Linked DNA regions of Mus musculus: all the other regions are linked to region 1. The links are chromatin contacts, called in public HiChIP or PLAC-seq and promoter capture Hi-C maps. All regions are on one chromosome and are shown on one strand. The core of a region is the stretch at or near the end of the contact, and the rest is flanking DNA. Distances in the headings are between cores, read along the strand shown.

The links. Promoter capture Hi-C pulls out the DNA fragments that hold promoters and counts their contacts. HiChIP or PLAC-seq counts read pairs in DNA pulled down with a chosen protein or histone mark.
Region 2: a contact with region 1 is called in a promoter capture Hi-C map of erythroid cells, with 14 times the contacts expected there. The contact joins the promoter of Pin4 here to the promoter of Ftx in region 1. A contact is called at or near these places in 3 of 39 promoter capture datasets (cranial neural crest, erythroid cells and pre-B cells).
Region 3: a contact with region 1 is called in a promoter capture Hi-C map of pre-B cells, with 5 times the contacts expected there. The contact joins the promoter of Magee1 here to the promoter of Ftx in region 1. A contact is called at or near these places in 5 of 39 promoter capture datasets (cranial neural crest, hippocampal neurons, liver and 2 more) and 1 of 9 other capture datasets (liver).
Region 4: a contact with region 1 is called in an H3K27ac HiChIP or PLAC-seq map of trophoblast stem cells, with 9 times the contacts expected there. The contact joins the promoter of Rps4x here to the promoter of Ftx in region 1. A contact is called at or near these places in 1 of 39 promoter capture datasets (erythroid cells) and 1 of 115 datasets of contacts at active chromatin or transcription factors (trophoblast stem cells).
Region 5: a promoter capture Hi-C map of liver shows a contact between it and region 1, with 2.4 times the contacts expected there. The contact joins the promoter of Hdac8 here to the promoter of Ftx in region 1. A contact is called at or near these places in 4 of 39 promoter capture datasets (the 3T3-L1 cell line, erythroid cells and liver).

The regions. Positions count from the first base shown.
Region 1 is chrX:103,621,365-103,625,642 of GRCm38.p6, reverse strand. It overlaps Ftx (Ftx transcript, Xist regulator (non-protein coding)), which reads left to right and starts at 1,889. Exons shown (of 11, transcript NR_028381.1): 1 at 1,889-2,096.
Region 2 is chrX:102,116,986-102,121,263 of GRCm38.p6, reverse strand. It overlaps Pin4 (protein (peptidyl-prolyl cis/trans isomerase) NIMA-interacting, 4 (parvulin)), which reads right to left and starts at 1,795. Exons shown (of 4, transcript NM_027181.2): 1 at 1,700-1,795. The coding sequence starts at 1,742.
Region 3 is chrX:105,117,872-105,122,149 of GRCm38.p6, reverse strand. It overlaps Magee1 (melanoma antigen, family E, 1), which reads right to left and starts at 1,772. Exons shown (of 1, transcript NM_053201.4): 1 at 1-1,772. The coding sequence starts at 1,539.
Region 4 is chrX:102,186,904-102,191,181 of GRCm38.p6, reverse strand. It overlaps Rps4x (ribosomal protein S4, X-linked), which reads left to right and starts at 1,791. Exons shown (of 7, transcript NM_009094.2): 1 at 1,791-1,884; 2 at 2,811-2,888; 3 at 3,180-3,360; 4 at 3,730-3,827. The coding sequence starts at 1,882.
Region 5 is chrX:102,502,917-102,507,194 of GRCm38.p6, reverse strand. It overlaps Hdac8 (histone deacetylase 8), which reads left to right and starts at 2,037. Exons shown (of 11, transcript NM_027382.4): 1 at 2,037-2,241; 2 at 2,744-2,796. The coding sequence starts at 2,131. Gm32262 (a long non-coding RNA gene) reads right to left here. Exons shown (of 14, transcript XR_003953070.1): 14 at 1,869-2,616.

The DNA.
Region 1 (4,278 bases), core at 640-3,139:
TCTGTCTCTCTCTGTCTCTGTTTCTCTGTCTTTCTATGGTCAGGGTGTTATATATCCCAGGTTTGCCTTGAACTTTCTATGTAGCTGAAGATGACCTTGTATTTGATCATTCTCTCTATTTCTTGAATGCTGACATTACAGGTGTGTTTAAGTAGTACTGGGCATCTGAAGCCAGAGCTATGTCCAGGAAAATACTCTCCCAACTGAGCCACATCCTCAAACCCTAAACTACAATTGTTCCTATCTCTTATAATTAAAAATATCAGAGAAATTAAATTCTAGGAAAGAGATATCTTGGAAATTTAGAGATGATTTCTAACATTTCTATTTATGTTTACAGTTTGTCAGATGAACAAATATGTTGTTTCCCCTGGTGGCAATCAAGAAAAACTCTCTTACATGGAATCTTCAGATGGAACTAAGCTTGTTTTACAAGAAAAATTGTTTGAACTTTATTTTGTTTTTTGTTTTTAAAGATCTATTTACTTTTACTTATATAAGTACACTGAACTGTCTTCAGACACACACCAGAAGAATGCATCAGAGTCCTTTACAGATGGTTGTGAGTCACCAAGTGGTTGCTGGGAATTGAACTCAGGACCTCTGGAAGAGCAGTCAGTGCTTTTGACGTCTGAGCCATCTCTCCAGACCTAGTTTGGAGCTTGTAAGTACAGCCTGTTAATTCTGCATGAGTACAACTTTGTTCGAGATGTGAGCTAACACTTTTGTAGTGAACTCCAGGTAAACTTAGCTTAAAGGCTTCTTTCATTGCTCAAATTGGGCTGAAAAGAGCTTTTCCATCACACTCCCTTCCCCCTCAAAGAAAAAGCTCTTTCAGAAACCAGGGAGGGAATTGTCAAAGTGGGGATGTCTTACTAAAGCTGAAACATCAGAGGGGTTTTTTATGCATGTTACCTATATGTCCATTAGGTGTCGCAATATATCCAATGGCCCTGCCTTCTACTTCTATTCTGCTCATGATATTGTTTCAGATGCAGGCATGGGACTGCTTTTCCTTTTCTCCTCCTCCTCCTCCTCCTCGACCTCCTTCCCTTCTTCCTCCTCCTTTTTTCTTCTTTGTCTTCCTCCTCCCCTCCCCCACTCTTTTTTACTTGTATGGTTCTGGTGCTTTGATGCTCTACATGAAAATTCACAATTCAATGCAATGATAGATAGACAGGCAGGAGCCAGTCGGATGATCTCTCAAGATCCAGGGCTGAATAAGAAGGGGGAGTGGATCTTAAGGAGACCCTTAAAACTCAAGATTCTCCACAGGAAACAACATGCTGAGAGTGAAAATAGCCTGCCCCAAGAGTTCTGGTTCCAGGTATTAGAAAAAGACTTTTTCTTCAGGCTTTGTAACTTGGGCCCACAATTAAATCTACATACGTATATTTCCATTCCCCCAACCCCCCGGATCGGTGGAGGCTATTTTTTTTTCCTTCAGGATCTTTTGTGGTCCAAGCTGACCTAGAATTTGTCATGGAGGTGAGGTTGTCTATAAATCGCTGGAATTACAGGCACTTATCACCATGCCAGTGGTTGGTTGGTTGGTTTGTTAGTTTGTTTGTTTTCGAAACACTTGGAATATTGGGTACATCAGGAAATATGAGGGGGCCTAGCAGAGCTCCAGAGAAGCAGAGAAGGTCAAGAATTGTAGGGTGAGCCAGAAAGGGAATAATAACAGTAGTGAGATGTGATGGTAAATTAAAAAGGATGGGGACTTATTGATTAGAAAAGGGGCTGAGGAAAGGATGGGTGGTGGACGCCGGTATGAGCAGAGGTAGGAAAAGAAGTGTGGGCTAGGGACCTGAGTACTGGACTCAGTGGGCTGCTGTAAGTTGTAGAGGGGCGCTCTGAGGAGAGGGAGGAGCGCGGCGCATGCGTTGCAGCACAGCGCAGCGCTCCTGGAGAGGCTGTGGGTTCGTGGCATCCGCGCCGCGGCCGCAAGTATAGCAGGTTTCGTACCTGGTGTTCATCGCCGTTAAGTCATCGCTGCTGCCACCCAGGCACGGCTCTCTATGCCGCCGCTCCCTCCACCCTCTAGGCACTGCCTGCCGTAAGAATTTTAACTGCGACACTCGCTTCAGCAGGAGGTAAAGGAACGACGAAGGACGAAAATGTAACATGGAGGGCGGAGGAGGGAACTTGTGTCAGGGAGATCCTTAATTTGTGCATTTTCTCCTTTGAGGGGAGGGAGAACTGGAGGCCAGTACGAATCCCCAGCCCTCCAAAAGGATGTTGCGCATTACTTAATATTATGAAAGATTTTTAGACTTCTCTAAGCAGGTTTAAGGCACCTGAGCATCACTGTTTTGTTTGACATCTATTTAAAACAAAACAAAAAAAACTTTCGAGTTCTTCATTTGTTAAGGGTGAATCAAATGGATGAGTCTTTAGGATTAGGCTTCATCCGCTTTTTGTTTTCCTTGGGGGTGAGTGAATGTAGTTTGAGACTGACAGCAGCAGGCCTCGAACTCGCGGCCGTTCTCCTGCTTAAACTGGGATTACAGGCGTAAATCACCACGCCGGACTCTGATTCAGTGGTTTTAGGTTGGAGGGTTTTTAACTGTATTAAGGAATCCGTCTACCAAGTAGCCTCTCCCTTAGGCTGCTGACGGATTCCATCTGGGTTTGGGATATGCTTTATCGCCTACGACGTTTTTTTAATTCCATGTGTAACTTAGTTTATCACAGTTAATCCTGTTAAGGATTGTTGTTAATGATATGGTTTAGACACTGGGGCATAACTTTGGCGAGAAACACGTGCAGATGCACCCGGCATGAATATATATACATATATATGCGCATATATGTATATATATTCTTCACAGAGTTATCTCACCAGAGTAGCAGAACGCAGTGGCCACAGAGATTATATATATAATATATATAATATATATATATACACATATACGTATATATATTATATATATAATCATACACGAGAAGGGAGAATAGTAAAGATAGGCGCGCTTTGCGTGGATGCCAAAAGAGGAACCATATCACCAGGTGGTGGCGCTCAAGTACCCTTGAGAAAGCGTGACATGATGGGTAGGACTCTGCTGGCACGGGAGATCGTGGCCCCTTAGGCGAGGGTGGGGCAGAGAGGAGAGAAGGTGAAATCACGCATGCTCACTGCAAGCAGAAGGCCTCTGCGCGGGAATGAAAGTGCGCATGCGTAAGAGGGAGCATGTTGGCCGTTTAACACTAGGTATCGAGAACTGCGCGTGCGTGTTGCCAGTGGCTTGGCTGGGAGGGAGGGAGGGAGACGCGGAACGTTCTGGTAATTATGATTGCGAAATAGCGAGGGGTTCGGTAAGTTGTCCTTCGCTCAAATCGCCATTTTAGTCTGGGAGTACACTTAGAGAGGCAGTTCTACCATTCTAGTTGTTGAAGAGATTAGTCTGAGTGGAGGGTGTGACCAAACCCACTGGAAAAGAAAAAATCATTCCAGAATCTTAGTCTCTCCCTGGTCAGTCTGATAATGGGATTTTAAAATACAGAGGCAATAGTGAGGCTGCGAAAGATTGCTTCCGCAGCATGTTGCGCTTCTAGTCCAACCACATTCAGACAAAGCCTATGCAAAAGATCCTGGCCGAGCTTGGCTCTCCGCAGACTCATATCACCAGAGTAGCAGAACGTTGTGACCACAGCGAAGTGCGTTAAAAACCCTTGGGTTTTTCTCCCCTACAGAACATAGGGCAGAGGATTTCACTGTGTTTCTAAGTGCTTCTACATTGGTTGAAACCTAAGATCTGAGCAAACCACCTCCTGAAACTCTGATATGCAGAGTCATGTCATTGTCATTACCCTGAAAAGTAAAGGCAGTGGTGATAGGAAAGTGTCCCGGGGCTTACGTCTTCCCCTCCACCCCAAACACACACACCTTTCTCTTCTGTGGAACTTTCTGCATCATTTGGTCTGAGGTAGAAGTGGGAGATTGGAGGTTGGTTGTTTGCTTTTCTTTGGCTGCAGAACTGTTGTGCCTTTGAGGATTGCTAGTGAAAATCTATAGTAGTTAATTGCTTAAAACTAGTAATTTAGCATTTAGATATAGGAAAGGGTACAGAAGTTTAAAATGTCTTTTCTATTCTGCCAATCTTTTGCTGTTACAGTTTCATTCTCTGGGCCCGTTTATCAACTAATTCATATACAGGTCTATAGTACTTACTATCACAAGAGACCAGCATAAAGGTTTTACATAATGCGCTAACATTAACTTATTTCGTAGCCCCCACAATCCTATGGACTAGATAAACTATTACTCATTTTATT
Region 2 (4,278 bases), core at 546-3,045, 1.5 Mb after region 1:
GGTTTTATTTCAGAGTGCTTGGTGTGTGTGTGTGTGTGTGTGCATTCTTTTCCCCTTCAGTCTACCACAACAGCTACTGATATCCTCCTGGAATCTGCTACATTCAGGCTATCAAGCATTGGTAGCACATCTTACTTCTTTTAAGTTTTGTGTCGAAGGCAGCATATTAAGTGTTAGAGGCCAAGGTGTCTAAGATTAAATTAAGTATTTAGTTTAACAACTGTTTCCTAAATAATTCCCCAGTTCAAGTTCTTGGGGGTACACAGTGAATAGGATTCAAAGCCGCAGCCAAGGAGCTCGTATCCCAGTGAGGAAGAGAGACCACATTCTGAGAGTCCGACAAGCGAGAAATTGTGGAAGGGAACACATATGTCAGCTAGCCAGGTACCACCTGATGGATGAACAGGAGCTGAGCAGCTAAAGGACAGTGTACCCCTGGTGACCTCACACTCAGGTCCTCCTCAGCCTCCCACTGCTGTGGCATGTCTCTGCAGTGCCTCACCCATTTCTCAGACCTTTCTTTACAACATCTTGGTTCCTTGGACCTCTGGGGTATCACTCTACTACACTCCATTTATTTGTCTCTTCTCTGGGTTCCTACAACCACAATCTTAGTTCAGGCCAACTCTCTCTCTTACCAGAACTACTGAAATCATCTCTCTCTCTCTCTCTCTCTCTCTCCCTCACTACTCTCCCCTCTCTGTTTGTTTGTTTGTTTTTAAGACAGGGTTTCTCTGTGTAGCCCTGGCTGTCCTGGAACTCACTCTGTAGACCAGGCTGGCCTCGAACTCAGAAATCCACCTGCCTCTGCCTCCCCAAGTGCTAGGATTAAAGGTGTGCGCTACCGCTGCCCGGCTTGAAATCATCTCTTTAAAGGACCTCCTGGCCCCTAACCAACCTTAATTAACACCATATACAGCACACCTCATGATTTAGTTTTCTTCTGTTTTAATTTCCCCAACTTGCTTATTTGTTTTGAAGTTTTACTTCAGCGATGCTATACTAAACTGCCTTTGGGGCTGGCCTCTCCGGGTTGAGGACTCTTTACCCTATTGCTGCTGCTTATCTCAGCCTGCCCAAAGTATCTCCAGTTTGTTTCTTTACCCTCTTTCCACCTTCTATAACATAACTCTCACAACTACATTCGGCACAGTACTTAGAGGCTACTATCTTCCCCACATTGTCCAGCGATGAATAAGAGTTGTCTTAGTTTTCTAGCCTGAAAGCACAATGTTGTCCCCAACAACGGTCTTCAAGAAGCGAGTCCCTCCTCATGTGTGTGTGTAGGGGAGGGGAGGGGGGGGGAGGTACGTCCTGTTAGTTGTTAAGAGGCCTAGATGGACTAGATTGATCACTAGTGTAGGCTTCCTTTTATTGCTGGCGTTTCATCAGATTCAATTTTAGTGGGAATAAACCCCAGGTCACGAGGAACCATCCCCAGCAGCTTCTATTGCCCGCCACGAGGGTCCCTGCACTGAAACCTCATGGATACCCTGAACCACAGCAGCTCCTCACGCACTGATCTTTCCTTACCACAAGAAGCCCAAACATAAACCACAGCGGCTCAGGGTGCTCCCGGTGGCCCTGCTGTCCGGCTTATGATCACCTCCCTCCCCCACCCCACACAGCTGCAGGTCTACTCCTGTCCTTCTCCCCATCCACCCCTACGCTCGCTCCATGACTGTCTCGGCAGGTCTACCTTTCCCTCCTTTTCCAGAACCACTTTTCCCCTTCGGCGGCATCTCTTAAGCTGGCGGATGAACTCTCCGGCAACTGTTCCGGTGCTAGCAAAAGGACCCCTCAGGCCCCACAGGTATGTCCTCCGCAATGCCTGAAAGCAGCGTCACAATCAACTATTTCTGCTGCGGTTCCAGAATCAGGCATAGCTTGGAACAGACCCAGTCCTTTGGTTCTTTGACCTATAGGAGCTAGAGATGTTAGACCAATGAGAAGCCGAAGCCTTACGGGGAGGCGGGAACAAAGGTTGCCCAGAGACGAGAAAGCGCAGCCTCTATTCTGTTCTTCAAAGCTTTTACTTGCCCTCATTTGCACTTGTTCTTTGCTCTCTCTCGCCCCGCCCACTTTTTTGTGCATGCGCAGTGCGAGCCTCAGGCCACTGCAGTTCTTTGGCGTGGGCTTTTGCTTTGGGGATTCTAGACAAAGGGACAGCAGAGGGAGTTTAGATAATGGCCTTCTTCCGTCCTCTCTCCGACTGACACAGACCTGCACTCCCTAATGGCTTTTCTTACTTACTTGTTTGTTTATATTTTTGCAGCAGTAGTTGATGGGGTACAAAAGATGGAATTTTTTTTTTAAAGCCTATCATCCCATTGCCTGTGACAGGCAGAAGTCTGTCATGGAGAAACATTGGAAGCAGCCTAAATTAATTTTAAAATAACGATTATAAGCTGTGTGTACAGAAATAGCCTTAAGGAAGATTATAGACCAAGATGTAGAATGTGATTTTTTAAAGTTATATATCCTGGAGAACATAATCTATGCACCTAAAAGACAAACAAGGCATTAATGCTGTTCAGCAGGATAGCATGTGACCACTCGTGTCAATCTATATAGTATTCATGTCTCTGTATTTTTCCAGAGTTCTTTTCTTTTTTCCTTCCTTCCTTTCTCTTTCCTTCCTTCTTTGCTTCCTTTCTTTTTTCTTTTGATACAGGGTTTCTCTGTATGTAGCCCTGGCTGTCCTGGAACTCACAGAGATTTGCCTGCCTCTATCTTCTAACTGCTGGGGCTTAAGATATGTGCCACCACCTTCCAGCTCAAAGTTTGTATGACAGCACAGCATAAGGCAATTTAAAGCTTGGATTCTGGAGGCACATGACCTGCTTTAAAACCCCTTCTACTAGTCCTGTGACCTTGAAGACGCTCTTGGGCTCAGTTTCCATCTTCTGCGAGATGGTGTTGTTAAAGTATCTGCTTATGGAGTATCATGAGAAATAATTTCATAGTCGATGACTAACTGGGGGCGTTTACTTAAGATGAATAGCTTTTGAATTTGCATCCCAATGTGCTCTTGATCTCTCTTTCTCACTCAGTCTCTCTTTTTGAGACCAGGTCTTGCTTAGTAGCCTAGACTGTTCTGGAACTTACTATGTCCTCCTGCTTCTGCCTCTCAAGTGGTGGGAATCATGTGCCACTTGGATACATTTTTCTCTTTCCCCCACAATCCTCCCCTCCTCTACCAATAATTTTCGTATATGACATCTTTCCCTCTATTCCATGAGATCACTGTCCTATCTTGGCTATCTGACTCAGCTTAGTTTTTGTCTGTTTTTGCAATACTGGTGATCAAATTCATGGCCTCACCAAGGCCAGGCAAGAGCTTTATGGTTGAGCCACACCCCAGGCTAAAATTTTGTTGTTGTTGTTGTTTGTTTGTTTTAGATAGGATCCCACTATGCAGCCCAAACTGGTCTTAAATTTCCAATCCTCTCACTTCTGCCTACTGAATGCTAGATTATAGGCCTGTCCCACCAACCTAAGCTAAATTTAGCTTTTGAATAGTCTCTGCTGGATGTGGAGGTGACTCGTGGGCCCCTTTGTTTTATGATGCTATGACTTCTGGATGAATTTTGGTCCCTCCTTATTTCAGATTGATAGTATCAGCTGTGGAGAAGGTTCCCGATATGGAAGGGATCATTGCTTTTCCACATCAGAAATGGAACCCCAACCCCCATCTACTGACTTCCCAGGTCTGGTTGAGAGATGGGGTGGGGTAGTCAACAGTAATATGGTTGATTCTTGCTTAGGGCCAAGTGGATCAGATTATGTCTTTGTGTTTGCTTTTGCTTTGATTTTAGTTGGGACTGGCCTTCCCTGTAAGCAGTGGCTGCACCAGTGTTGGAGTGGGAACGTGGCAAGCCAGCATTCAAGCCTCAGTGAAAAGTCATTATGAAAGCTGGCCATGGTGGTACACACCACTCTAGCACTAAGGAGGTTGAGGCCAAAAGATCGAGGTCAGCCTGGGCTACACAGCTAGGATCTGTCAAACAGGGGTGGGGGTGTTAAAAACAGGCTCCAGAGCTACGGTTTAGTCAGTGAAGTGCCCACCATGCAAGCGTGAGGACCTGAGTGTGGCAGTATATGCTCATCATCTCAGTGCTAGGGAGTCGGTCACAGGAAGATCACTCATCTATCTGAAACAGCAATTCCCAGGTCCCAGTGACAGACTTGATTTCAAAAAGATGGAGAACTCTTGAGGAATGACTCTCAAGGTTGACCTCTGACCTCCACATGCTCACACACTTATGTGCATATATG
Region 3 (4,278 bases), core at 523-3,022, 1.5 Mb before region 1:
CCGAAAAATGCACTCCAGGTGGACTGCTGCTCGTCTGAGGATCTCCGGGAACTGGTGGCGATAGTCTTTGTCAATGAATTCCCTCATATCAGATTCCTTGATAGGGTACTTGGTCTGATCCTTCAGCAGCAGAAACTGCAACAATTCTGCTACGTTTTGCTCCATGGGATCCTGAGGCTTCAAGGTAAGAGCAACGCGGGAGGTGCCCAGGCCCATAATGGTGATGGAGTTGGAATTCTTACTGTCTCTCAGGACCTGGAAATCCAGGAAGCGGTCTTCACGCTTTGGGCGTACAGATGGATCCTTGGCCTTTTGCAGAGCACGGGAGGTGCTCTTGTTCCTGCGCTCAGAAGCACAGCAGCTCAGTGCTTCCTCGGGGTTATTAGCTTCAGTGGGCATCCCAGAAGCGCTAGGGCCCTCGGCAGCTAGGGACATCTGCGAGGTGCTCGACCCCTCCCCCAGGCAGTGCAGCTCCGAGGTGCTCCGGCCCTCCCCGCAGGGAAGCAGCTCACAGGATCCCTCCGCAGCGCATGGCGCCAGCGAGCTGCAGAAGCCCTCAGCAGAAATGGATGACAGGGACGAGCTCAGGCCCTCGGCTGAGGTGCTCGGGCTCTCACAAGCAGCTGATGGCACCGAGGTGCGCAGTCCCTTTTTGGAGGTGGGCGGCACGTTGACGTTACATCCCTCCATTATGATGGGCGACACCCAGGAGCTCTGGATCTCACCGGAGGGGGGCGACATGGAGGCGAACAGTCCCTCAGCGGAGGGGGGCGGCGCAAAGATGTCGGGTTCCTCCAAAGCGGAGAACAGCATAGAGATGCTCAGGCCCTCACCGAAGGTGGGCGGCAGGTTGATGCCCAGTCCATTAGAGTCAGTGGGCGGCACCGAAGTGCTTGGGTCCTCACTAACGGAGTAGGGCTCGTTGATACCCGGTCCCTCCGAGATGTTGGGCGACATAAAGATGCTCAAGCCCTCATCAGAAATGCCCGATTCCTCAGAGAAGGTGGGCGGCACCGAGATTCCCGGGCCCTCACCCAGGGTGGGCTCCATGTTAGGGCCCCCATCAGAGTGACGCTGCTCAGAGATGGCCAGCCCTTCTGAGACAGGGAGATGCTCATAGGCCTTTGAGCCTTTAGGAGCAGTGGGCGGCACAGGGCTATTCGGGCCCTCCGAGGCGGTGATTGACATAGCGGTGTTCAGCCCTGCGGAAACTGCAGGAGGCCGGGAGGCGCCCCGACCCTTCCTGGAGGTGGGCATCTCGGAGGTGTTCGGCCCCTGGGAAATGATGAACTGCCTAGGGGCGCTTGAGCCCTCTGAGGCGGTGGGCGGCACAGAGGCGCTTGGGCCCTCCCGGGGGGTGGGCAGCATGGAGGTGCCAGGGCCCTCAGAGGCGCGGAGGCCCTGGAGGATCTTAGGATCGTTGCGATCCCGAGGGACGTCTGGGCCTGGCACAGCAGCAGGGTGACCCTTCCCGTTGTTTCTGCGCGCATTGGCCCTTCCACCGCGGCGGCGGCGCGAATTCTGGCTTACCAGCGACATGGTCCTGTCGACCGACGTGTGGAAGCTGACACTGACAGGCCCGCGATCTCACAGACGAGGGGGAGAGGTATGTAGGCGCCTCTGCACGGAACTGCCGCTAGAGCAGGAATGCTGCTGCTGCCAGGCCCGAGCAAGTCGCAGGAGCAGAAATTAGAGGTGGTGGGCAAGAACGAAGGTTCTAGCCGACTGTGAACGCTAGTCTCAGAATGCTCGCCTCTCACACCCCGCCTTCTGCCGCAGTCCGCGCAGGCGCAGTTGGGCTCTGCGACAAGGCGACCCCGCCCAACCCAGCCTCTCCCGTGGGTTTGCGAAAGTGGACCTGGTGATTCTGCACCAAAACTGCGCAATGGCAGGAGGGAGGCTTTGATAGGAGACAAGGAGCTTGGAGCAGATGGGTAAATGGAGGTAATACTAGCTATTTCTCAAGAGTCAGGGTACCTACTAGAAGGTTTCTACCCAAGTGTCAGGTACTTGATAGATTTTCAAAATTGCATCCTAAGGATGCATTGGGGAAAATGTGCGTGGCGCATGGAAGGGTGCAGCTTTCATCCCCTCCCTTGTCTCCTCTGTCATTTTCTCTATCGAAACCTCTAATACCTCTCAAATTACTGCCCCTTCTCCAAAGGGCTGGGATTTAGTTCTACTTAGGAAACCTGTAGCTAGCTAGAAATTTTCACTGCACAGTCCCAACCCTTACCAATGTAGAAAAATGTAATCTCTTTTGTGGAGTCCTTCAATAGTGCTATTCCAACCACACCCAAAATTAATTATCCTAGGACAGTTAGTTAGCACCATGGGGTCTGTTAGAAAAACTCACTGTCAGGTTTTGAAAACTGCAATTAGCATGGTTTATGGAGGCAAGTCTCTGGGAAGGTTTCTATTAGTTACTAAAGAGCTACTGGAATATGAGCCAGCTAAAGCACAGGAAGCTGTCCAGAATTAGAAGGATAATGGATAGAAGGAAACATTTGGTTTCCTTATAGGGCCTCATGGTTACCTATGCTGCCAGTATTCTGCATGTTTCTGTGAAGTTAATCTTGTGTAGCTTTGTGCAGTACCAACTGGTTTTAACAGAATCAATCATATGGTGTCATATTCCAACAATATTTTATGTTATCCACATTGCATTCAGCACATGGGTCCACAAAATCGACTATGGGCCTATTACAGCATTACCTAAATATGTGCATATGATTAGCCTCTGAATCTTGGCTAATGTCTATGGTTAGGAGAACAGGCTCATTTTCATAAGTGAAACTTGTGGAGGAGCTTTCCCAAAGATTCTGCTACAGTCTATTAAAATCAAGCTGGTGAGAAGCAAGCCCAGAATGCAGTTAAAAATGCCATGCTATATTCTGCTGCAGCAGAAGACACGTGTACATTTGGGGAGTTGAGTGTTCCTTCTTGTTCACATTAGTGTGCATGAGAGTTCATGTTTCCTAATGACTGTCAAGCACACACAAAGAAGGGGCTCTTCCATGTGCCTGCACTAGAATTAAAAGAGATCACAATTTAAATAAAGTTGTTAATTTAATAGCTGCACACAAAATTATACCATGTACAATAGAACAGTCACATATGGAACACTCAGGGGTGGTCACATTATTTAAAAAATAAACACTAACTATCATACATTTGGCTTATTTCTGTTCCTTCTTATCATGACATAGCTATGTTTCAGTGAAGGACCACCTGCTCTATCATAACCACTGACAAGGAAACTCTTCTAGAGAGCTCATTTGTATAATTAAAAACAGCCTTTAGGATTCCTCCCTGGAGGTATAGCAGCACCAGCACACCAATGTATTTCTTCCCAAGTCAGCTTGAACACTATTATTCTCATTGCTGTATGTGAGGTGTGTGCTGAGAAACAGCAAATATTACTTGGCGAAGGCTGGACCAGGAAAGTAGAATTGTAATCCACAGCTTTTAGAAACCTCTTTAGAAAATCTACAATAAACCTCCCTGGAGCAAAACCAGATACACTCACCTGTAGCAAACCAGATCCTGTGAGATGTCATTTTGCTAGCATTGGTAATGACCTAGGAAGCTAAAGAATAACTTCTGTAACAACCAGCTCCAAATGTCCAGGACTTGATTAATAATTAACAACTTCCATAATTTTTGTGTATTCTTCTAACTTAGATCCAACAAGAGACAGTCAAATGGCCAACTCTGAGAAATGACACAGGATGCCTGCCCCATTTCTAGTTAGCTGCTCTGCAGCTTCCCCAAGTGCCAATCTGTACATACCAGAATGTACAGCTACCAACCTGTTCGTGTCAATCTGTACATACCATACTTTCCCACTCATTTTCTCACTCCTCTATCTGCCATTGAGTTTCTGCTGAAACCAAAATAACAATGGTTGTCTCCTTGCTACAGTAAGCCCTGAATACTGCACACTGATCTTTATTGCTTCCACTATGTATTATTTTAGGATCACTCAAAAACACTCATATTGGAACTGGGATGTGGCTCAGTGGTAGAACACTTGCCTAGTGTAAGTGAAGCCCTTAGTTTGATCTTTTCCACCACCACAGGAAAGCAACAATGATCAGAAATACCCTTTAAGTACCTGCCAAAGTGTTATTGCTATTAAGATTTAGTGGGCCTAACAAATAGCTATAAGTTGACCATTTAGATAGAAAATCACCTATCCTAACACCAGAGAGCTGTTAAGAGTTCTCCATAGAATCTAATATGTTTTTCTAGTAAGAGCCATCTTTGTGGTAACAT
Region 4 (4,278 bases), core at 542-3,041, 1.4 Mb after region 1:
ACTCACATATAATAATAAATAAATCTTTAAAAAAGAAGAGGAAGAAAAGAAATAAAACTATAGGCTGGCCATAGTGGCACATGCCTATCATCCCAGACCCTGGGACAGGAGACTGAGGTGCATATTTTACATATGAAAGCAGACCTGGCCTCCAGATTCTCCCCGCATCCCTCAATCCCTAGCTGGCAGACCCTGCCCCCAAGCCTGAACTTCCCAGCCCAGGAGGTGAGCTGCCTTTTCCCCAGAAGCTCCCTATATAATCCAGATATTTTCCTCTCTCTCTCTCCCCTCTCTCCTCTCTCTCTCCCCCTCCCTCCCTCTCTCTCCTCTCTTCCTCCTCTCCCCCTCTCTTTTCCCTTCCCTCTTCCCACTCTCCTGTCTCTTCCCCCTCCCCCTCTGTTTCCCCTGCCCTCTGTTTTCCCCTCCCCCTCTCTCTCCTCCCCTCTTTCTTCCCTCTCCCCTCTCTTCCCCCTCCCCCCATCTCTTCCTTCCCATTGTGACTCCCCTAGCCTCAGTCCTTGGGGCCAGTGAACTTGCCCGAGAGCACCTTTCCAATAAACCTGCATTTAATATAATCTAATTCTGCTTGATTTGTCTCATTTCACCTACAGTGGCGAAGTAACGTATCACCCAGCACTTGGGAAGATGAGGCAGATGACCTCTCTCAAGCTGCAGGTCAGCCTAGCCTGTCTAGAAGAGCCTGTCTCAAAAGTTAAAAATAAAGATATAGTCTGCTTGCTTGTACTATATAGACTGTGGGGGTGCATGCCTGTAACTCAACTCTCAGCAGAAAAATGATGAGTCTGAGACTACCCTGGCTTACATAATGAGGCTCTGTCTCAAGATGTATATTTCAGTTTGAGGCCAGCCTGGTATACAGAGTGAGTTCCAGGACAGCCAACGCTGCACAGAGAAATCCTGTCTCGAACCCCCCCCCCAAAATGTATATTTCATTTGCATATATATATATATATATATGAAAAAGTGACTCATTCCCTAGCAGCCACTAATGATAACAAATAAATGATAACAACTGCACACACACATATGAGAGAGAGGGGAGGGACAGGAGAAAGAGGAAAGGTGAGGCTGAAAAATACCCCTTTCATAATAGTTTGAAGGGACTGGATCTTTGGGTTTATGATGGGCAGACTTCATCGACCTGTGGGAGGCCACAGATAACTAAGAGAGCAGAAAATGGTGAATGAAGGGCAGCCAGTGCCACCACTCTAACACAGCAGCTTCAAAAGTAGAACAGCTAGGTCTACATACTGGCTAGGCAAAACCAGATACTCTCTAATGTTCCCTCTCTTCCACTTACAGTACAATAAATGTCAAATGTGTTCTACAGGAGTGGATGCGCAGGATGCCAGGTTCAAGCAGAGAGCCTACCATCTCACCCTGGATGGCTCAGTGCCTCAGCAATCTTTACAAAAGCAAAGAGAAACATGCCGTTGGCCAAACCTTTCGCTTAGCATGGGGCTGGCTGATTGGACTGGTAACTCTGGAAGATTAGAGAAACTTTGTATAAGAAAAGTATCGAGTATTAAAATGTATCTTTTTATCACTCAGCCATCTAACAGAACTCTCCTTGCGGGCAGTTATCTGGTGCGATTGGTCTGGGTATCCCCAGCACTCATCACTCGGCACAAAGAAGAGAAAGGACTGAGGAAAAACAGTTTTTGGGAGATTCTCTCAGCCTCAGTTTCCCAGCCTGGGACCTCTGACCTCCCACCAGCAGATGGCAAGAGAGAGTCCCCGCCCGCTGGGAAAGTCTGAGGCTGGGCGGAGCAACCCAGGCTCCAGCGCGCGCGCAGCCTCCGACCCTAATTTCTTCGTTCGCCGGAAGAAGGCGAGTCTCTTTCCGTTCCTAGCGCAGCCATGGTAAGGCAGGGGTACAGCGAGCTCTTGGGTTGCATCGGCTTCCATCCTCCCTGACCGATGCTGCCCGGGTTATCAGGGCTCCCGCGGTCGACTACAGGGTGGAGGCGAAAGCAGCTCTGCTGCAGGCTGGCAGAGATGGGCTTGGCGGCAAGGGAGAATACTGGTCTGAGCTAGGATGGGAAGTCTGCCGCAGAGGGCAAGCAAGGCCTTGGGCTTAATCACACATCCCCTTGCCCAGGGAGAAATGCTTTTCCACTTGGGGAAGAACTTCGAGGGCCCGGGAGTGCAGATTGAAGCTTTGGGCATGTGGGCGCAGGGTCTGCTTGAAGGATTAGCTCTTACTTGTGCATTTGTCTATCTTTTGGCACGGACTTACTTTATATGTTGTGTAGCTGGTAAGTGTACGAAGCATTACAAAAAGCTTCCTTCCGCTTTCGAATGTGAAACTTCGACTCTTTAGTATACAAAGGAGCAGTACACGTGGTAGTGCCAGTGCCGGAGTTAGAGTTTATCTTTGTACCAGAAACCTTCGATCCAGATGGCTGTGTTCTAATACTATACTTTTCGATTGACAATTGAGATACGGTCCTGGGCCATTTTCTGTCCCTATCTGCCTGTGCGTCTAGGGTTGAATCACTGGGTAATTCGCAAGTGTGCTATGAAAGGCTAATTTTTGTGAGCAGGCATAATGGAGACATCTGGCATAACTGTAAAAAATGGGAATCGCTAAGGTGCGAATACTGGGTTTGGCCTATTGATGCTTATCTGTCTTTTCTACGTTTTACTGGGACCCGGCGCTTTCAATATTGCCCACATTTTGTTAATTGGGAAAGTTCGAAAGTCAGTTCATTGAAGGATTTACGCCGTAGGCTTTGCTGGAAAGACCTGAAACAATGTAACAACGTTACTTTGAAAACTTCTTCCAGGCTCGTGGTCCCAAGAAACACCTGAAGCGTGTAGCTGCTCCAAAACATTGGATGCTGGATAAGTTGACTGGCGTGTTTGTAAGTATTGTGGTGTGAAAGGTAGACATACCTTTAACAAGCATATTTGTGGAGTTGAATGTAGAGAATCTTTGGCTGTCTTAAAGACCTGTGTCCTACCTCAATTTTGATACATCTGTTTCATCTACTCCATGTATTCCATAGTACACTGATGGTGGATACATAGACTCAGGTCTCAAAGTAGCAGGCCTCATTCTTTGGAGGAGAAAATGTTGAGGAATCTTCTAGCGACCCCCCCCCCATGTAAAATAACCCAAGTTTTGGTGTAGTAATTTTCCTAAAACTTTCCAGGCTCCTCGTCCATCCACTGGTCCTCACAAGCTGAGGGAATGCCTGCCTCTCATCATTTTCCTAAGGAACAGACTTAAGTATGCCCTGACTGGAGATGAAGTAAAAAAGATTTGCATGCAGCGATTCATTAAGATTGATGGGAAAGTCAGGACCGATATAACCTACCCTGCTGGGTTTATGGGTGAGTAATCAGGATCGGTAGTGGCCACAGGCCCTTAACTCCCAATAGTGGCAGGTGACTGGGAAAGTGCCAGGCTTTCCTGGTCTTCGTCTTCACCCCTACCCTGGCACGGTAATATGGAGAGGTTTGGCTACTGGGCTTTTATTCCTTTTTAAATTTTGAATTTCTTGCTACTCTCCCATACAGACCTACTGGATCAGAATCTCTGTTGGGCTGTTACTTAAATATTGTGGGGATAGCTTCTGAAACCCAAATTCCCATTTAAAGTTTATGTGGAGTCTTGATAAAATGGGCTCACACACACACATCCCCCAGCTCAGTTAGGAGTGTAGTGAGGGTTGCTGTGGTAACCTTATTCTTTGATATCAGATGTCATCAGCATTGACAAGACCGGAGAGAACTTCCGTCTGATCTATGACACCAAGGGTCGCTTTGCTGTTCATCGTATTACACCGGAGGAGGCCAAGGTTGGTGTGGCAAGCGGGCTGGGTAGTTTCCTCTAAAATTAGTTTCTAAGTTAGATCATGGAAGTGAGAGATGAGTCAACAGATTTCATTAGAATTGTGTGCCTAGAGATGAGATCGATGGGGACCTGTTGCATGGTTTAACTTACTGGGTACTCAACCCCGTTTCTCACGTGGCAAAGCACATGCTTGATCTCGGACCTACACCCCAGCCCCTCAGCCTCTGTAAGGTCTGTTGCTAGATATCTTGGGGTGGAGCTTTCTTGTGGCAATTAGAGCACTGACTTTTGGTGTCTTGTAGAAACACGACATCCTTTCTTGGGATTAATTTTGAAGTATTCCTTGGAACATAAAGGAGTTGGCAATCTATTTGGCATGTTGCCATGTCTCCATTTGTGGGTCTACCTTTGCTTTTTGGGTGGGTTAGAGGTACAAGAAACCGGTAATCTTTGGG
Region 5 (4,278 bases), core at 788-3,287, 1.1 Mb after region 1:
TCAAACTTGTGACTCTTCTGCCTTTGTTTCTTGAATACTTGGATTGCTGGCACATGCCACCAACTCCAGCTTTCTTCTTTGTATTGAGATTGTTTCTATGTTATTAATTGTGTGTGTTGGGGGTGCTCCTATGCAACGGAGCATGCATATGGAAGGCAGAGGACAACTTGCAGGAGGTATTTTTTCACTTTCCACCATGTGGAATCCAGAGATTGAATTCAGGTCATCAAGCTTAGCAGCAAGTACCTTTACCTACTGAGAAATCTTGTCTGTCACAGTTCTTTGTATTTTTTTTAAATCTAAGCTGCTCCTTCCAGTCAGCATGCCCTCTCATCCTCACCAAGCACAGTATTGTGCATCTCATAAGATATTCTGAAATGCTAGTAAGAATCCTACTTAACCATTTATTGTTAAGTACTTTATGCCTATTAAGTAAGCTAAGTGCCCTCCATTCATTATCTGGCTCTGTTATTAATATGGTTTCAAATGAAGTAGCCTTATCTTATCTATTATAATGCAGATTCCCTGAGAGTGCAGTGTATCTTTGAATCCAAAGCTAAAGTGTACACTTAGTTCATAGAAGTGCTTAATAGTGCACTCAGTTCATAGAAGTGCTTGGGTAACTGAATGATTACAGTGCTTTGAACTAGTTCTATAGACAAATACAAATGAAGCATAACTTGTTCCATTCTAATTGGAGAACAAATGCATATCTCTCTCTCTCTCTCTCTCTCTCTCACACACACACACACACACACACACACACACACACACACGTACATACCTCAAGATTGCAAGAATATTAAGTATTGGGATACTAAATCGAATATTGACCACAGGTATAGCAGAAAGTCAACCTGGAAGCATCAAATTCACATAGTAAAAGGAGTATTTAGGTTTTGGGTGTTAGGTAGAGCTAATTTTGGATTGTTTTCCTACCTCAGTGTGTGACCGAGAATAGTTTTTACCCTCCAAAGTACATCTGCAAAGTGGACATGTTACAGCTTGCGTCATAGAACTGTTGAAAGGATTAAGATAATATCCAAAGTGCTTATCACGAAACAAAAGTTTAAAGCAAGCTTGTCTTTTAAAGAAAGTACAAATCTGGGCCTGTCTCGGAGGCCTCAGTGTGTCAGTTGAGGATGGTCTGAGTGCTGGGAGTCTGGGAATTGACCAGCTAGGCTCAGATCTTGTAGGCATCCAGAACCCCCAAACTTCTGGTGGAAATAACACTGCCTGGGGACACACTAACACCCTGTACACCAAACCTAAAACATTTGCCCTAACCGTTGTTTAGCTTCAGAAGCAAATGAAAGAAAAAGTGGCTGTGTGTTGGGGGATGGGGGAGGTGTGTTTTCCCACTACTTGGGAGAGAACCCTTGCTTTTCATCACATGAAAGCTCCACAGTCCCTGTCTCAGTTTTAGGAAGGTGACATCGGGTTTGTCAGAGTGGATTATTGGAGAGGCTGTTAATCTCTTTCAGACAGTGATGAAAAGTAGCGAACTAAAGTTGCAGCACGAAATTTACTCTGTAAACATTTCAAACAATCCTCAGCCTTAGCACCATTAGCTAATGTAGCTGGGTGGTGGTCTTGCCTGCTATTGAATGTATAGTTTACCTCTATTTAAATATTTAAATGATATTTGCAGTTTGAAAACTTAAAAGAGTTCAGACTCTTAGCGCCAAAACTTGAAACCACGTTTTTTTAGTGTTTAGCTGTGTTTCTTTCTGTTACCATACTCCTTTAAAACTACATCTCCCAGCATGCTTTGGAGCTGGTCTGACCTCATTTCAAATGGCCCCGTAGGGCAACAAGGCTGGTTACTTTTGACCGTGCTACTTGTGCCATGAAAAAATTGATCCCAATTGGCAGTTATTTGGTTTTTATATCTGTCAGGCACCTTTTTTGAACTGTGGTCATCAGTAGAAGGCATCTGGTCTGGAAGGGCCCATCCATCCCTGTAGTTGGACGAGGGACCAGGGAAACTGTCTCCGGCGATCTAAATAGGAGGGAATGTTGACAAGGGAGCACCGCTGGGGCTGAACAGAGGAGCAGGAACTGGAGCTCAGGCTGAGTCTGAAAACTGTTGGCTCCAGACTTTGGCTCGCGGACGGTTGGAAGTGGGAGATGGAGATGCCAGAGGAACCCGCCAACAGTGGGCATTCACTACCCCCGGTTTATATTTACAGTCCCGAGTATGTCAGCATCTGCGACTCCCTTGTGAAGGTCCCCAAACGGGTAAGAGAGGTCTGGATCAAAGACCACGGTTTGCGGGGATGGGGGTGGGAGGGTGTGAAAGGGAGTACATTAGGAAACGAGAAAACTGGACTGAAGGATACCTTCAGCAAAAATGTAACTAGCAGTGCCAGGCACGCCAAGCCGAGCAGAAGGAAGTGGTTCATTACCTTCAGAGAGCGCAGTGGGGCATCCAACGCTCGAGTGGGGGCGGGGGGCGGGGGAGGGGAAGGATTGGCGCAGAGGTGAGCGGAGTTACCAATAGGGGGTCCTGGACCACAAACTGTTAGGAGAGAGTATTCCATCACTTGCGTTAGTAAAGCTGGGGAGCTTCGAATCTTGGCGATTTTGAGACTCTGTGTTTGTCTTAAGTGTATTCTGTTAAAGTGACAGAAGGGAGAAGAGAGAAAGTAGTTAGTTCTCCGCGCAGGCTGTTGTTGTTAATGGCATTTCAGTACATTGAACCTTAAGGAGACTGCTCTGCCTTTCTTTGATGCTGTTTCAGGCCAGTATGGTCCACTCTCTGATCGAAGCCTATGCCCTGCATAAACAAATGAGGTAAGTGCGTTGACCTTTCTGAACATGATCATTTCTGAGGGCAGGCGTGTTCATAGCCTTAACACCTTGTCTCCTCCCAGTGGGACTAACCAGCGAGAAATGCTGCGTTCAAAAAAAAAAAAAAAAAAAAGCTTGTGTGGGAGTGGGGTGTTCATAGTCTTTGTTAGATGCTTGTACCGCCGGGAAAGCTTGAGAACAGTTGGGAAAGGCACACGAAGGGGTTAAGATCCCTTAGAAAAGAGACTTTGCTTCTAGACATGTGAGGAGGTGTTAAGCTGGAAAATGTTTTGTTTTATATTTGGTCTGGATTTTGTTTGTTTTCTAAAGCTAGATTTGGGGATGTGGGTTCAATTTGAGACTTAGATCTGCTACCCCACCCCCATCACCACCAAACTTTAACCTGGTCTCTGTTGACCACACAAGTAAAGCTAGCTACATCCTTCTCAAAAACAAGCCAAAAACAAGCTTTCTGTTGATTGCCAATTCTATATTTAATGTCATAAATGAAAGTATTATGGACCTGGCACATGTCAAATCAGGTTTTCTCATTACTGACCAACTACGTGACTGGCTAGATCACCTAATGCTGCATTTTCTTCACAGAAAGTAATATAATAGGTTTTCATATTTTATTCTTAGTATTAAGTCATTTTTAGTGTGTACATTCTTTTGGAATGTGTTGTTGTTTTGAGACAGAGTCTCACTGTGTAGTTCTGGCTAGCCAAGAACTGTTAACATCAACCAGGCTGGCCTTGAATTTACCAAGAACCACCTGCCTTGCCTCCCAGGTGCAGGATCAGCAGGTTTGCAGCACCATACCCTTCTAGGAATGTTTTCCTCCCTATGCTTAATTCCTATGGTCATCAAAATAACTACTTGTCTTTCCTTAAAAGTATTTTAACACTTTTCTGAGCCTGGTGGTACAGGCCGTTAATTCTAGGCCTTTGGAAGGCTGAGACAGGAACATCACAACTTCAAAGCCAGCTGGGTAACTTAGCCACACCCTGTCTCAAAATACAATTTTTAAAGGGGTTTAAGATAGTGTTCAATGTGTAGAACACTTGCCTAACATATAGGAGGTCTAGGCTCCCACACACAAAATTAACACTTACAAATATTTTATTGCAAACAAGATGTCAAAGCAAAGTCATTAGCTCGCTGCTGAGTAGTCAGTAGTCTTTCCTTTTAGGGTGAGTGAAACAGATGGGAAGGTGCTACAAGGCAACAATTAGAAAAGGCTGGGATGGCAGGGCGTGGTGGCGCATGCCTTTAATCCCAGCATTTGGGAGGCAGAGGCAGGCAGATTTCTGGGTTCAGCCTGGGTTCAGCCTGGTCTACAATGTTCCAGGACAGCCAGGGCTACACAGAGAAACCTTGTCTCAAAAAACCAAAAGCAACAAAACAAAACAAAACAAAACCTGGGATACATAAAACAAAAGCTTGTGTACAAAATTGAGACAATGTTTCTCTACATAGCCTACC